Regions from separate parts of the Sus scrofa genome. Here all the other regions are linked to region 1. Evidence: chromatin contacts called from public HiChIP or PLAC-seq data. All regions are on one chromosome and are shown on one strand. The core of a region is the stretch at or near the end of the contact, and the rest is flanking DNA. Distances in the headings are between cores, read along the strand shown. Region 1 holds the start of POP5 (ribonuclease P/MRP protein subunit POP5). Region 2 overlaps SPPL3 (signal peptide peptidase-like 3). Region 3 holds the start of ANKRD13A (ankyrin repeat domain-containing protein 13A).

What was found. HiChIP or PLAC-seq counts read pairs in DNA pulled down with a chosen protein or histone mark.
Region 2: a contact with region 1 is called in an H3K27ac HiChIP or PLAC-seq map of alveolar macrophages. The contact joins the enhancer-like site here to the promoter of POP5 in region 1. A contact is called at or near these places in 4 of 47 Hi-C or Micro-C datasets (epiblast stem cells, liver, omental adipose tissue and 1 more) and 2 of 2 datasets of contacts at active chromatin or transcription factors (alveolar macrophages and skeletal muscle).
Region 3: an H3K27ac HiChIP or PLAC-seq map of alveolar macrophages shows a contact between it and region 1. The contact joins the promoter of ANKRD13A here to the promoter of POP5 in region 1. A contact is called at or near these places in 1 of 5 promoter capture datasets (liver) and 1 of 2 datasets of contacts at active chromatin or transcription factors (alveolar macrophages).

What each region holds. Positions count from the first base shown.
Region 1 is chr14:40,524,663-40,527,461 of Sscrofa11.1, reverse strand. It overlaps POP5 (ribonuclease P/MRP protein subunit POP5), which reads left to right and starts at 1,528. Exons shown (of 5, transcript XM_001925378.5): 1 at 1,528-1,659; 2 at 1,733-1,875. The coding sequence starts at 1,640.
Region 2 is chr14:40,842,566-40,845,480 of Sscrofa11.1, reverse strand. The region is part of intron 3 of SPPL3 (signal peptide peptidase-like 3); the gene reads left to right. Among named protein-coding and RNA genes, the nearest start is that of HNF1A, 25 kb to the left of the region's middle. Within about 2 kb of position 1,435, at least 6 of the 83 cell types and tissues checked have an H3K27ac peak or open chromatin away from gene starts, as enhancers often do. A contact at or near this core is called in alveolar macrophages, where this site is marked.
Region 3 is chr14:40,994,463-40,997,437 of Sscrofa11.1, reverse strand. It overlaps ANKRD13A (ankyrin repeat domain-containing protein 13A), which reads left to right and starts at 1,556. Exons shown (of 15, transcript XM_021074290.1): 1 at 1,556-1,666. GIT2 (ARF GTPase-activating protein GIT2) reads right to left here and starts at 1,452. Exons shown (of 18, transcript XM_003483442.4): 1 at 1,244-1,452. The coding sequence starts at 1,295.

The DNA of each region.
Region 1 (2,799 bases), core at 279-2,778:
ATGACACAAATAGCCAGGGATGTGTATAAAGAGCTAGTTACAAGGCTGGACAACTAAGTACTGGCTATAACAAGAAAATCTGGAATTAATTTAAATATCCATCATGGAAATATTGACTAGATCAGCAGTGGTACATCCAAACAATGCAGTCTGGGGCAACTGAAAAATAACTTTGTAGAACAGCTGGCATGAAAATATAGTCAAATGACAAGAATGAATCTTACAGACATTATGTTGAAAGAAAGGAGCCAGACATGCACGCACACACACACAAATATGCTGCTGGAGATTTACATTTATATAAAGTTCCAGAAGAGAAAAAGCTAATCTGTCATGACAGAAGTCAGAATATAGGCTACTTCTGGGAAGGTTTTTGGCTCGGAAGAGAGCACAGGAACCTTCCTGAGTGTTGGAAATGTTCTATCTCTTAATCTGGGCAGTGGTTGCAAAAGTTTATACATATATAAAAATTCATTGAGTTATGCACTTAATATGCATTTTATGTATGTTATGCCTCAGTTTTTAAAAAGATATTCAATGTGAGGGGAAAGAAGAGTAGTAAACAGTATGATCCTATTCTTAAAAAGAAAATGGAAAATATAAATTATCATACAGTGGAAGGTACATCTCGTACCTTTTTTGTCTCAGGGCCCCTTTCCATTCTTACTAAATTATTGAGGATCCCAAAGAGCTTTTGTTATGTGAAATATATTGATACTCACTATGTTTATTAAAACAGAAATGTTTAAAACACCATGCACAATTCTCTTAGCCATCAGAGCAATGTCAGCACATGTCACTGGCCTCTGGAAAACTTTACTGTCCACTCAGAAAGTGAAAACAGCAAGTAACACCTTAGTGTTACTACAAAAGTAATTTGACCTCGGGGGACTCCCTAAAAGAATCTGGGAAAATCCAGTGGTTCCTGGACTTCACCTGGAAAACCACTGGAACAGGGGTAAAATGTTGGAAGAAAATCCACTACATGATAAATTATTCTCTCTAGGTGCTGGGATTATAACTTATTTTTATTTGCTTCTTTGTGCTTTTCTGTTTAAAAACAAAAACAAAAAACAAACCAAAATAACCAGAAAATATAACGACCACGGATTGTTTTTGCAAAAAAACAAAAAAACAAACAAAAAAAAACAAGCCAATACACCCAACTCCATAAGGTTATTGAAAGGCCTAAACAGTAATAACATATTTGGCTGTATGGAGAAATTAAACCGAGCTCCAAACTGAGAATAAGAGTCCGATTTCCCCTATCAATCCCTGGCCTGGGGGGTGCAAGGTCTTGTGCTCAAATGTTCCACCGTCCAGCTTGGGTACTATGTTGCAAGGTAATGGAACGTCCTGGAGGTTCCAAATGCCTCAGCTGCATCCTAAACAGCAAACTCTGGCGTGGAGCACAACCACTCATCACAACGGGTTCAGTTGAAAGTCTAAGCGAAGAAATGAGCAGGACGCCTGCGCTCGGCAGAGGGAGGCGGAGCTCAAAGGAGACTGACACGGGGCTCCGCCTACATTCTAGTTCCGCCTCCCTCTCTGAGTGGCTGCCAGGCCAACTTCCCATTGGCCGCCGACGAGAAGGCAGACATCCGGTTTGAGTGTCTGGACGCCCGAGGCGGATACGAACATGGTGCGCTTCAAGCACAGGTAAGCAACCCTTATTCCTGTCCCTGCGGTCCTGGCCCCGGCCCAGCACTCACCGCCCTCTCGCCTGCCCCAGGTACCTGCTTTGCGAAGTGGTGTCTGAGGACCCCCGCTGCCGTCTGAATCTGGAGGACCGAGTGCTGGGCGGCCTAGTACGGGACACGATCGCGCGCGTGCACGGAACTTTCGGCGCGGCCGCCTCCTCCATCGGCTTCGCGGGTGCGAGGGTGTTGGGGAACCAGGAGGATGGCGGGATCTGGAGGGAGCAGTGGCCATTGGAGGGAGAAAGAAGGGGCACGGGCGACCTTGGAAGCTGCCAAGCCCTGTGCACCATTTTATGTAGGGTGTCGTCCTTTTTAGGAGTTTCAGAACCCGAGCCTGAGGTCTGCTTGAGTCCAAACTTAAGCGGAGAGCTAATACCAGTAGGCAGTGGGCAGAAAATACCAGTCGGCAGAAACCCCTATACTATTTGACGTGTGGTTTTTGATTGAGTTTAATAGGATGATGAAAACTAAATGAGGAAAGACTTGTATAGTTCCGAGTAAGTTATTTGACGGGTTACTTTGACATCATATGAAAAAAGCATTGTCAGAATTACCCCTGAAAAGCCCTGCATAGGGGCCTGTGAAGTACAGAATACACAGTTGTGTGTATGTGTAAATGCAAGAGAGGACCCTCCTCCACAACCACACTATGTAAATTCATTCCGTTTTTTACCATATGCTTGAAATTGAAATCTGGAGAAGGTAATGTACCTAGAGGCAACCCTTCTACCAAGGTGAGACTCGGTTGCTGGAAGAACCTACATAGCCCAGTTGCAGAACTTGTTTTTCAGCTAAGGGAAAACATCCTTCTGAAGAGTATGGATTTCTGCCACCCCCCTCCTTGGGTTAACTAGTTTGTGAATTAAAAGTGCATTTTAGGAGTTCCCTTTGTGGCTCAGCAGTTAAGGAACCTGACTAGGATACAGGAGGATGCATATTAGACCTCTGGCCTCTCTCAGTGGGTTAAGGACTCAAGGTTGCCCTGAGCTGTGTAGGTGGCAGAGGCAGCTTCGATCCCGAGTTGCTGTAGCTGTGACATAGGCCTGCAGCTTTAGCTGATTCAACCTCTAGCCTTGGAACTTCCATATGCCATGGGTGT
Region 2 (2,915 bases), core at 186-2,685, 320 kb before region 1:
GTAGCTCTGATTTGACCCCTAGCCTGGGACCTTCCATATGCTTCGGGTGCGGCCCTAAAAAGCAAAAACAAAGAAATAAACAAACAAACAAAAAAACAGCCACTACCTAAAACCCAGAGATTTTCTGTAGTCAATTTATTTACAATAAATAAATAAACAGAAGCCATAGCAAGCTAATGCCTTAAAGACTGTTCCCTCCCTTGGGAGAGAGATTAGGAAGTGGTTTTATAGTTCGGGAGTAGAAAATAGGGCCACAGATAAGGATCAGGGTAGATGCAAGCTTTTATTCTTCTTCAAAGCTGGTGTTCAGTGGCTCCAGGACTGGTTCTGGTGGTCCTCTTTCATTCTGTAAGGAAGAAGCCTTCATCAAGTCGTTAACATTGTTGGGGGGTTTGAGTTCTGCAGACCCAAGAGCTCAAAGATATTGTTATGGGTATTCCTTGAGGGGGAACCAGGTCCCTACCCCAAGGCTGCACTGCTGTTGCTTGACTGCTCCTCCCTTGTCTCTGCATCCCCTCCCTTCCCTGAACAGCAACTGTTTGAATCTGCTCTTTGGAACTCTGGGAAGGTCTTGGAGGCTGAGGCTTATTCCCTCAACACAAGAAATGGGGTCCTGCTTGGTTTCAGTAAGGGCTTCAACAAGTGAATGGGGGTGAGGGGAGCCACAAACCTTCAGTTCATAGTGGTTCCCATTCCCATTCCCATTTTTTTTTTTTTTTTTTTCCTTTTTCTAGGGCCACACCCGCAGCATATGGAGATTCCCAGGCTAGGGGTCGAATCAGAGCTGTAGCCACCAGCCTACACCACAGCCATAGCAACACCAGATTCAAACCACGTCTGCAACCTACACCACAGCTCACCGCAATGCCGGATCCTTAACCCACTGAGCAAGGCCAGGGATTGAACCTGAAACCTCATGGTTCCTAGTCAGATTTGTTAACCACTGAGCCATGACAGGAACTCCACCATCCTCATTTTATAAACAAGAAAAATAAAGCAGCAGGCACAGGCAGTGGTAAAGAAAATAGATGCTCTCCTCACCCTCCCGAGGTTACAGTTTGGTGGGAGAGGCTGATATGAAATTACAAAATGCTGTCATCTCTGTGGATGAAAGCAGGGGGAGTTACGCAAGCCTAGGGAAGTGGAACTCCATCTGGTTTAGGGAGTCAGAGAAAGGGACTTTCCTGGGGAAGTGCTGGATGAGCTGAGAGGGGTGTGGAGTGGAAGGCCCAGAGGCAGACAGGAGCAAGGCATGTTCTAGAAACTGAAGGCATGCGGACATTGTGCCGAAAGGCAACGGAGACCCCAACGGAGGAAAATGGCTGAATTGGGGGTGTGTTTTGAAGATGGGTCACTCAAGGGGACAGAGAGGAGCAGGGGACAGCCCAGCACGAGTGCCTGTGTCCCTCAAACTACTGATGGGAGAAAAGCAGAACAGCAGCAACGGTGACAGCCCTGGCAGCGTCACTGATACCCCAGCCTGAGCTGCTCTGGGACTCAGAAAGTCTTAGATTTTGAGGGCTCCTCAATGGCTTATTGGCTGTGTGTCCCTCTGCAAATGGCTTGCCCTCTCTGGGCCTCTGGGTCTCTGGATGGACTGGGAGAGGTAAGGCTGCAAGGCTCTGAGCTGCCTTCTCAGCATTTCTCAGCAGGCCCTGGGCTGCCCTGAAATTTCAGCAGTCTGCGTGCCATTGCCTTTTCCTCCTGGCTTCTGAGTCCCCAGGGCAAAAACCAGGCCCCACCCAGCCAACTCCAGCTCTTAAACACAGCCCTTCTTAGGAGAGCATTTCCCCTCCCCCAGGATCTCACTGCTTCTTGAGCCCAGGCTTGTCCAGGATTACTCCAGGTGCTTGTGTTTGCTAAATTCAAATCCTGCTTCTACCACATCCTAGCTATGAACTTCGACAAGGGACCGGCATCTCTGAACCTCAGTTTTACCATCTGCATCATGAGGATTTGTTGGGATTCAGTGAGATCTTACAATACACAGTGTTCAACCCATGTTTGGGGCACAGCAACCCCAAATAACTGTTTTCTTTTCTTTTACTTTTTTTGATTTTTAGGGACACACCTGAGGCATATGGAGGTTCCCAGGCTAGGGGTCCAGTCGGAGCTACAGCTCATGGCAATGCCAGATCCTTAACCCACTGAGCAAGGCCAGGGATCAAACCCACAACCTCATGGTTCCTAGTTAGATTTGTTTCTTCTGAGCCATGACTGGAACACCAACTGTTTTCTTTTCTTTTTTTTTTTTTTGCCTTTTGTCTTTTTAGGTCTCCACCGGTGGCATTTGTGTGTGTGTGTTTTCATTTTTAAAAGACATTTAATTATATAATATTCAACACATGTCATATAACATATTCATTCCAAAAACATTTATTTTTTGTTTTTTGGCCTCACATGTGGCATGTGGAAGTTCCCGGGTCAGGGATCAAACCCGCACCTTAGTGGTGACCCGAGCCACTGCAGTGACAACACTGGATCTTTGACTTGCTGTGCCACAAGGGAACTCTCAGAAACATTTACGAAGGATCTGCTGGATACCAGTCCCCGTTGTAGATGCTGAGGGTACAGCAGGAACTTAGATCTAATTGCTGCCTTTGTGAGCTTACCTTGTAGAAAGATCGATAGACAATATGCAAATAAAAACTGATACTCTTTTCATCTCTCACATGGTAGTAAGTATTCCAGGAAAATTTAAATTAGGAAAGAAGTACAAGGGAGCACAGAGTGAATGATAAGGGGTATAACTGTAAAGACTGTAACCTTAAAAATCTTCACTGAAGAGGTGACCTTTGGACAAAACCCCTAAATACGTTATAAAACATAATCACAAAATAAACATCATCCATGAGCCCACCTCCTAATTTATGAGCTGGAGCATTATCTCTTCTGAAGCCATGATTTGATTTGAT
Region 3 (2,975 bases), core at 307-2,806, 470 kb before region 1:
GGAAACCGGTAACCCCACTTACATTATAGAGGCCATGAAATAACCACATAAGGTTTGAATTATCATAGTACTATTTAAAAATCAGTCTCCACTTCCATCTGACAAGACAAAGTTTGGAACAGTCGCAAAAACACTGGTGCGCAATGGTTTCATTAAGATTGTTTACTGGATGCTGTGGTGCCATTTTACCTTTTGAATTACTTCAAATTCAAAGCAGAAAAATACAAGCACTGAGAACAGTACAGAGACCTGTCAACTCAGTTCCAACTGCTAAGACGAAAACTACACATGGGAGGTTTAGTTTTGGCCTTTCAGTGCTGCCATATGCCTATATTGCCTAAATGCCCAAATGGGTCTACTTGTCAGTGATGTGGTGTGTGTTGGTTTTGTAAGCTGTAATTAATGCATGATTTAGAAATTCAACTATAGTTTTAAGGGACTGTAAAGGTTCTGTACACAATAGGGGAAAAAAATTTAAATGAGATGATGCTAAGAATATTCACTGAATCTTCCCTACCGCTAAGCACCATACTCCCCATTATCCCCATCGGAAAAATGAGGAAATGAAGACTCGGCCAAATGAAGTCACCAGCCCAAGGTCACCCAGAGGGAACATCTAGTTTGAACTCAGACGGTTCAGATCTCAGAACCTGAGCCAAGCATTGCCTCCCAAGTGCAGGTGGCGTTTGCAAGACCCCGACATCCTGGAGACTCTCTGCCGTGGAGCGGGAGTCGGGATGCCAGAAATGGCGAAATCGTCCATGGGGGTCCTCTGGCGAGTCTCAGTGGAGGGAAGGGGTGAGCGTCGCCCACTACCAGCAGGGCGCCTCCGGGGACGGGGGTCTTGGGTGACTGTGGGAAGGGGGTGGTGACACCTGCAGTCTCTGGGGGCCGCAGCCGGGAAGACGCTCGCATTTTACTTCTGTAATTGGCCTTCCTGTGGATTGCCCAAGCCCCTTCCTGTTAGGAAAGCGGCTCCGACCCCACCGCCTCCCCGGACGGCCTGGGACAGAGTGAACGAAAGGGAAAGGAGGGGCGGGAGGGCGGCGGCCCCCTGCCCGCCCGGCTCTGACAGGCCAGGGGCAGGTTCTGCCCCAAGACCGCCCCCCTTCCTCCTCGTCGTGACCCCAGGCATGGGATGCAGAGGTCGACTGCCGGGACCCGCCCGGCTCGAGGGGCGGCCCCGGGGCAGGGGTCCTGGCCAGGAGAGCTGAGGGGAGCGGGCCCGGCTGATGAGACTCACCTGGCCCGCTGCAGTCAGCGCACACTTCGCTGCTCCGGAGCCGCTTCGACATGGCTCCCGCCTCCCACCTGCCGGGAACCTGGGGCCCCGAGACAGCGAAGGCGGCGGCGGCGGCGGCGGCGGCGGAGGCGCTTCCGCTCTAACGGGTCCCAGCGGCGGCGCTGGCGGCAGCGCCTCTCCCTGAGCGCCTCGCAGCCGCGGCCCAGCACGCACGCGCGGGGAGGCACCCTTTGGCAATAGGCAGATCATGTGACCGGAAAGGGCACGCTGCCCTGTCGCCATATTGAGTGAGGGCAAGGATCTTCCGTCCTGCTTCCAAATTTTCTGTAATTTGTCTCCCTCTCCAGAAGAAATTCGCTTCTTCCCAGCACTGATTAATACCAAATCTAGTAACCAGAAGTCTGCAGCTGCAACCTGCCTGAGGTAATCAGTAGTCAAGTCATTTCGCATAACTTTGGCCAAGTTCATTTATATATTCTTTCCTTTATTCAGCAAATTACACACAGTGTTCCAAGCAGTGAAGAAAGAGTAGTGAGCCAAGAGGACAAAATTTCCTGTCTTTATGGAGCTAACATTCAATTGTGCTAGATCTACAATAAGTAAAATAAGGGTATATTATGTGTTTCCTTATGCTGCAGTTTTAATATAATCTGCTAGAGGAAGATAATGTGTATCTACCGCTAGCCTACAATTTTCTTTTGTATGGCTTGCACCTAAAAATGATTTTCATAGTTTTATTTTTTTGTTTTTGTTGTGTTTTGGCATGTGGAAGTTTCAGGGCCGGGATGGAACTGGAGCCATAGCAATAATCGAGCCACAGCAGTGACAACTGAGTCCTTAATTGCTCGGCCATCAACTCTTAATTTTTACTTGTTTTGTTGTTTTTTAGGCCATATGGAGGTTCCCAGGTTAGGGGTAAATTGGAGCTACAGCTGTCAGCCTACACCACAGCCATAGCAATGCGGGATCCCAGCTGCACCTGTGACCTACCCACTAGCCCACAGCAACACCAGATCCCGGACCCACTAAGCGAGGCCAGAGATCAGACCTGCATCCTCAGGTTTACTGGTTGGATTCCTTTCCACTGCACGACACAGGGAACTCCTAATTTTTACATTTTTGAAGGATTGTAAAGAGGAAGGAGAAGAGGGAAAGGATGAATATTTAACAAAACTCATATATGAAACGTATAGCTAAATATTTACTGTCTGGCTAAGAACAAATGGAATAATTCACAGAAGAGTGTGGTATGCTTGCCTCAGAGTGAACCCTCATTAATAGTAGCCTCTTGAAGTTCCCGTCGTGGCGCAATGGTTAACGAATCCGACTAGGAACCATGAGGTTGCAGGTTCAGTCCCTGCCCTTGCTCAGTGGGTTCACGATCCGGCGTTGCTGTGAGCTGTGGTGTAGGTTGCAGACTCGGCTCGGATCCCACGTTGCTGTGGCTCTGGCGTAGGCCGGTGGCGCAGCTCCAACTAGACCCCTAGCGTGGGAACCTCCATATGCTGCGGGAGCGGCCCAAGAAATAGCAAAAAGCAAAAAAAAAGTAGCCTCTGTTATTATTGGAATTTGATATTACTATTATTTCTTAATCACAATTTTGAGGATAACGATAGATAACCTAATATACAGGATGGTATGAGATAAACGCAATGAAGTGAGTTTAATCAGTGTGATAGAGAGCAGAGGTGTGACCCTAATGCTAATGAATATTTTGTGTATTATATGTAAA